2 separate regions of the Sus scrofa genome follow, and region 1 is linked to region 2. Evidence: chromatin contacts called from public HiChIP or PLAC-seq data. All regions are on one chromosome and are shown on one strand. The core of a region is the stretch at or near the end of the contact, and the rest is flanking DNA. Distances in the headings are between cores, read along the strand shown.

Region 1 (3,486 bases), core at 192-2,691, 1.2 Mb before region 2:
AAGTGAAAAAAATGTGAGACAGGAGCTAGATGGTTATTTTAGGGGACAAGCAAGGTCCACTGTGGTTGAGAGAATGGTAAGAGAAGAATGTAGCCTGGCACTTGGAGATCAGATTAGGTGAGGTACAGATTTTGTATTTTCTCCTGAATGTGATGGGAAGCTTTGGCAGGTTTGAGCAGTTACACGATGAGGTTAATATGTTAAAGAAATCCCTCTGGTTTCCATAGATACAATAGAAAGTAGAGTGGAAAGAAGGAAGAAATCAGCTAGAAATCCATTCTGACAGACTAGGTGAGAGACTATGATGGTTTCAAGTACAAAGTATAATGATAGGATTTTCATCATTGTTATGTTGTATGTGAAGGAAAGAAAAAAAAAAACTTAAAAGATGAGTCTTAGATTTTCAACCTGCATAAATGGGAGGATTGGGACCTGTGTGATTCAGACTTGGGGAGGAGAGGTTCGAAGTTCTGGAGATGTTAATATGATGCCTGTCAATTGAGCTCAGAGAAGAAATCCAGGATGGACATTAAAACAGAAGGGTTGGGAGAGCCATTCACATTTTGATAATAACACGGCTAAATGAGCAAAAATTGGGGACCAAGGATGGGGAGGTAAAGGGGAGAGAGCCTGATGAAAAAATAAGCTTGGTTTAGGAATTGTTAAATTTGAATTCTAGGAGACACCTAAGGGAACATATCTAAGAAACTGATGGAGAAAAACTGGTCTGAAGATCAAAAGGGTTTAGAGTTTGAGGTACACTTTGGGAGAAGAAAGGGAAGCTCTCTTGGACTAGATAAGGGAAAGTCTGATGAACAGACAAAGAATTCCTGAATATTAGTATTAAGTACATCCCCAGACACAAGGGATAACACAACAGCAAGAAGAATGATCCACATGTGAATGAGTGAGCAATAGAGAAGTCAAACTGGATAGAGTTAAGAGTCATCACCATTGGATGTGGTAACTAGAGGTGGGTTTGGGCTTGAACAAAAACCCACTGAGGTCCCAGCTTTTTGAGGAAGTTCTTTGTATCCCAGAGGCCCAAGCAAAGATGGAAATCATTGTTCATTCATCAGGTAGAACACTCTCACTAACTGGATCCTGATCCACAGAACAAACTTTGACACAGTATACAAATTGCCAAAGTGCAGGCGGGATACCCACAACTGAGAATCCTGTTGGTACTGAGAGTACTGAGACCCATGGCAGCCTCCTCCAAACCTCCGTTTGTGATGGGTCTCAGTTCCTGGCAGCCTCCTAAACCCATTATGCTGTCTAGCCACATGTTCATAAACCGCGAACTGCAGGAGCAGCCAAAGGAGCTTCGGAGCTTGTCAGTCCTGCCTTGAGCACAGCCATCCCAACCAAGGACTGTGCTGACAAGTGCAGATTCCTGAGACGTGTGTGATGAACAAGGCCCCCTAGAGGGCAGCAGAGCCCCGCAGGAGGGGGCAGAAATGCCAAAAGGGGTGAGTGGGCAGCTTCACTAACGGAGACACAAGGGGGCAATACACACCTTTATGGAGAATGGAATCAAAATAAAACCTAGTGAATTAAAGAAAGTAGGTAATACAAGAGGTAGAAAGATCTAAGCTGTACGCCAGACAACAAAGACAAGTTAGCCAGAAAGAGAAGAGTTGAGAAGACATTAGTTACAGGAAAGCAAGGTTCTCTCTTTGGTGATGTTTATGAACCAAACAATAATAATTAATAGGTACTATTTGCTCAGAACCTACTATACATCATGTTGTCTGCTATGCACCAGATGATATTTTAGGCACTGGAGATATTAAGATGAACACAATACCGTCCTTCCCCTAAATAACTCCTTTCTTCTTAGTAGAGTCAGAGATGTAAGCAAATAATGTCAGCAGAGCGTCGTAGGAGGCTTAAGTCTTTGTAGGGGGAACTGCAGGGGCACAGCAAGGGAAATAATTACATGCGAGGAGAAGGGAAAGGCCTCGAAGAAGGATGACGTGTTTGTATGGATCCTGGTTGTGGTGTTTTTTTCTCTGCCCTCAGATTTCTGTAAGTCTTCCCTGAAATAATCCGTCTTTTTTTTTTTTTTTTTTTCCTCTCATTCATTTATTCTTTTATGTAGCACATTTCTTCACTGGGCCCTACCAGGCTCCAGTCACCTTTGTGGGCACGGAGATACAGAAGGTGTCTCTGACCTGGTATTGATCTGAGAGGCACTAAGCTTGGTTCTCCCCCTTCTCTCATCTTTGCACCCTGGCCCTTCTCTAGGGGTGATGGGGAAAGTCAAGCCCTTCTGTTCTAATAGGTCCTGGCTGAGGAGGAAAGGTAACAGAAAAGGAACATGATGTCTTTCTGCTTAACTATTATCGCTTGGGCATTCAACAAACATCGACTGTCTACAACGGGCCAGGCTTCTGCCCCTCGGGCCAGATGAAGTTCACGTTCTATGACAGCATTTTCCATTTCCGTTCTAGGCCCTTTCCATCCTAGCCACCCAAATGATGCTGTGGTTATCTTCACCAGGAATGTAGGCCTCTCTTCTTTATGGCATCTACCTCTATCATCCCCATTAGAGTTGAAGATCCTTGAGCTCACAGGCTGCGAAATGTATTTTCCTAATGCACCTATAGAACCAAGCACTACGCTGCATCTCTAGAAGACGTATAATATGTGTCTGAGTATATTATCCTTGTATTATTTATAATTAGATTGAATTCCAACATGAACATGCATCAGCTATGTGAACTACAGTTCTCTTTTTTAAAAGGTCATCACTACTTTTCCAGGGTTGTAAGGATGTTTGAACAACCTATTAAAAACCCCAACAGTGCCTGGCACGTATGTTTTCTCCTTATGCTTCGTTTCCTATTCTTTGGCATCCCCTTGATTTTTGTAAATTGAGTTTTCTCTTCCCTTTCAGTCATCCCTTTGGCAATTTTGGTTATTTTCTTTAATCTGGTGTTCTGGAGTACAAGCTTTACAGTCCAACCATCCAGATATATGTCTGGCTTTGCCCCCTCCAATCATGTGACTTTGAGCAAGTCACTTAACTGCTCTGTGACCCAGTTTCTTTCTCTATAAAATGAGGATGATAACAGTACCTACCTCCTAGTGTCTTTGTGAAAATAAATAATAAAATTGTGTTGTGAGTTAAGTAGCATTGCTCTCATTAGTCAAAGATAAAATTTTAGAGAAGTTATATAAAAGGCCCCAAATCATACAGCTAGTAAGTGGTATTTGCTAGGAATCAAACGCATGCTGATTCGCTCCAAAGCCAGTGCACTGAATGACCAGGATGTACTGTCTGCCTCAAGCAAACCAAAGCCCAAGGCATTTAGAAAAATTAGTAAATACATCTGCTGTGATAATACATGATTTTAACAGACCACAAGACATTATCCTAAAACCAGGAGAAACAGAATTCCCTTTATTAAAATGATATTATTAAATCAGTGGGATGAAGAAGGAAGCAAAGTGAAAGGTGGCCCCTGGCCATAGACACGT
Region 2 (3,485 bases), core at 364-2,863:
ATCCCAAATAGGAGTTCCAGTTCTAGAAATGAGCATGGGGTTTTTTTGGTGTGTTTGGGCCTTGCGCCCCCGGTGGAACATTTGCCTCCTTCTCTTCTCTGTTTGGGCTGGCTTCTCGAGCTGAGATGAAGGTGCAGGTGAGGTGTGTTGCGTGCTTTGGAAGGGCCAGTCTTGGGGGCTTCAGGTGCAGACACTTAAGTGAGCACGGGTGGCCCCTGCTGTGTGTGCTGAGCCTGGCTGGACTCTGGGGCAGGGCTCCAGGAACATGAGAAGCGATCTCCAGAAGGACCAGTTGAACTCCATCAGAGACCAGGTCGCCTATGAAATGTAGCATGTGACCGGCCTGTGCTGCCTGGAGACGGTTCCCATAGCTGGCCAGGGCCCCGGAGCCTGCACCCAGGGGCAGAGCCTGCCCTTACTCACGCTCCGCTCCAGTGTCTTGGGAGTTGTGCGGCGACTCCGGCCCAGGAAAGGGGAAGGAGGACCAGGCAGCTGGGTGCTGGCCTGGCTGTTGGCGTGTAGGGCTTCGTGATGCAGTTCTTGGAATGTTTCCGTGACTGTGTGACCAAGGCAGCACCTAGCAGCGGGCCAGGCACAGAACGGGTGCTCTACTAGTAATGATGAGTTCTTGGGTGGACCCGGACGCCTGAGTTCTGGAGCTTGCTGTGTTGCAACATGTCCTTTCCGTACATCTCTCGCCTTCTCAGGGGAAGTATGTTTGCTCGGAAGTGGCCATGGGTGCAGACTGGATGCGTAGCCTTGGCGATGTCACAGGGTTATCGGCTGTTCCTTTCACATTCCAGACCCTGGAGAGTGTTAACGGTTTCAGGAAAGGAGCTTTGTGGCTGAGGCGTCAGTTACCAGTTCCCTTGAAGTGACTCCGTCACCTCTTAAGTTGGTATCTGTTAAAAAAAAAAAAAAAAAGCGACTTCTCAGAATTATCAGCACATTTATCAAGTGCCAACTGCACGTAAAGCCCTGTGTTAAGCACCTTAGGGGTTGTCGGTGGGGCGGGTAAGCGCTGTTCTCCTGACTGAGCTGGATGGGGACGCGCCTGGGTCTTTCGGGAGGAGCGGGGCCTCTGCATCGCACCGCCGCCTGTTTCTCCGTCTCCGTCCCAGAACCCTCTTTCTGGGTCTTTCTCCCTTTCACACGTCACTCATCCCTTCCCAGGATTCCTTGCAAATTGATTTACAGGGGTTTTGCTGGAAAGCATCAGCTCTGTTTCATGACAATCGGCGTGGAAATCTCCTAGGAAGACCATGAACAGGGGCCATAAGGACATGAGCTCCTGCATCTCATGTGACCTCAGGGACAGGCACTTGAGGGCTGGAGGTCTTCCAGTGACTCATACCCGGTGAATCTGAGGACAGCTTCTTGCTGGGGAAAAGGTTAGGGTTCTTTCTCTTTCTCTGAAATCTGGGATAAATAGGTATGACCGTAGCTTCCTATTAAATCCCCTGGCCTCAGCAGGGCCCAGGGGCTCCTCTGTCCAGCCTCCTCTCTGAAAAACTCCTTTCTCCTCCTTCATAAAGGCCACACCTCAGGGCAGAGGAACATGGGGAGGGTGGAACTGGCCAAAGCCGCCTGGTGGAGCTACTCGGTTGATTCATATCCTTTTTCCTCTCTGGAGACCCGTTTCCTGATCTCTGAGACGGCTTCTGAGCTGGCAGCTTACTCAGAGACCTGAACCGGTGGAGGGGTGACACTTTTCATTTCCCTGAGACGCTCTCTGACTTTGCTTTCCCCGCCCCCACATCCCTCTCACCTGCACCCCCCAAACCTGGAACCTGGGAAACTTCTGTATCTGGATTCCGAATTGTGCCTTTATTAGCACCCCAGGCTTGGTGCTCTCTGCCCACCCCCCACCCCGCCCCTCAGCTTCCTGGTCACTAAATTCAGTGTCGGAACCTGAGTGTGTAAAGAGGAACTCGGCAGCCTCAGTTTAAGGGGATTTTGCCAGGATGGTGCAATCTTCGGCTTCTGGCGAGGTGGCCACAACCGCAGTTGGGGAAGAGGCGCAGGCTCTGCAAGAAGCATTCAGGACCCATCTACAGCCTGAATTTCATTCTGAGATGGAGGGGATCCGGAAGGGTTGCTCTTCCAGCCAATTATATCAAGTCATCGGACTCCAAAGGTTCTTTCTGTTCCTTTATTGTATTTGGGTTCAGAGTCCCCGTCTGGGTTTGTATTATATCTGGCAAAGGACCTGGGTTCTCATTTTTCTTCTTGGGCTGAGGCTGTAGATCTTGGAAACTCCTAGGAGAGCATTTTGCTCCTACCAAGGATCAGATACCACAGCCTTAAATAATGGATTTTGTTTCACTGTGGCCTGGGCAGAGCTCTTTGCTGCTGCCTCTTGCCCTGCTCATGTGCGGTGATGATACATGGGGCATTTCCAGGAGGGAGATGAACCCTGGATCCCCCCAATGGGCCTCTTCTCCTTGATAAACCCACTTGCTTGTTTCTATTTCTGATTGGCCTTGCTTCCCTTCCTTGCACCAGCAAATTCCCGGTGTTCACCCAGGCGACTTGTAGAGGCCTGCTTGGGGTCCTAGGTGAGCTGTGTCCTCCAAGCTTCTATGGCTCCCCCATCGCCTGCAATATTCAGTGCATGACCACTGTCATCCCAGAAGGCTTCTGAGGGGAGGATGAGTGCTCTGGCCCTGGAGGCTGGGTCCCTCTGCTCTCCCAGGTGTGCTGCCATGGGCTTTGGGAGGGGGAGGCTGCTTCCCAGGCCTCTCCCAAGGGGGCATCTAGGCGGTCCCGAATCTTTTCCTACCTCACAGGGATGTTGTGAGACTTTAGAAGGGATGAGGACAAAGGCCCCTGGAGCTCTTTGTAGAAAAGGCAGAAGAAAGGTCAAGTGTGGTCTATGCAAAGATGAAATATGGCCTGCTGATGCCGCAGACAAGCACATGCTCTCTGGGCCTTTCTTGGGCCCCGTGCCAGCCACAGCGCCAGCCACCTCGAGGCCAACCTGGGGGACTTCCGGATTTCGACATAGAGGTACCAGGCAAACCCCTACTCCATGCCCTGAACGAATTGCTGACCGACAGAGGCGATGGACCCTGCTTTTGAGGATGTACAAACGTGTGTCTGCGTTGATGTCTGTACTGTAAATTTCTAATTTATCACTGTACAAAAAACAAAAATCTTGGCTATTTAATTTTTGTATTAAAGGAAAATAAAGTTTTGTTTGTTAGCTGGTGTGTGACATGGCCTGTTCCTACAGGTATCTGAAAGCCCTTGGGAAGCAGTGAGAAGCAGAGAAGTGAGCCTCTTCCTGAGAGCCTCTTTGTCCTTTTTTTAAATTTTTTTTTTTTTTTTTTTTTTTTTTTTTTTTTTTTGCTGCTGCTATTTTTCCCTGCGGGGATTTCTCCTGGGTCAGTAAACCCCCGAGGTCCAAGGTCAACAGAATTTATCACTACTGTGGTCATCAGAAACGCTCGAGTGGTCACGTGACACTTTGGCTGTAACCACAG

What was found. HiChIP or PLAC-seq counts read pairs in DNA pulled down with a chosen protein or histone mark.
Region 1: an H3K27ac HiChIP or PLAC-seq map of alveolar macrophages shows a contact between it and region 2. The contact joins two enhancer-like sites. A contact is called at or near these places in 4 of 47 Hi-C or Micro-C datasets (embryonic fibroblasts, epiblast stem cells, heart right ventricle and 1 more) and 1 of 2 datasets of contacts at active chromatin or transcription factors (alveolar macrophages).

What each region holds. Positions count from the first base shown.
Region 1 is chr9:21,947,541-21,951,026 of Sscrofa11.1, reverse strand. The region is part of intron 8 of GRM5 (metabotropic glutamate receptor 5); the gene reads left to right. The region is part of intron 3 of LOC106504843 (a long non-coding RNA gene); the gene reads right to left. Among named protein-coding and RNA genes, the nearest start is that of CTSC, 190 kb to the right of the region's middle. Within about 2 kb of position 1,441, at least 7 of the 83 cell types and tissues checked have an H3K27ac peak or open chromatin away from gene starts, as enhancers often do. A contact at or near this core is called in alveolar macrophages, where this site is marked.
Region 2 is chr9:20,712,434-20,715,918 of Sscrofa11.1, reverse strand. It overlaps FZD4 (frizzled-4), which reads left to right. Exons shown (of 3, transcript XM_005667210.3): 3 at 1-924. Among named protein-coding and RNA genes, the nearest start is that of FZD4, 7.3 kb to the left of the region's middle. Within about 2 kb of position 1,613, at least 28 of the 83 cell types and tissues checked have an H3K27ac peak or open chromatin away from gene starts, as enhancers often do. A contact at or near this core is called in alveolar macrophages, where this site is marked.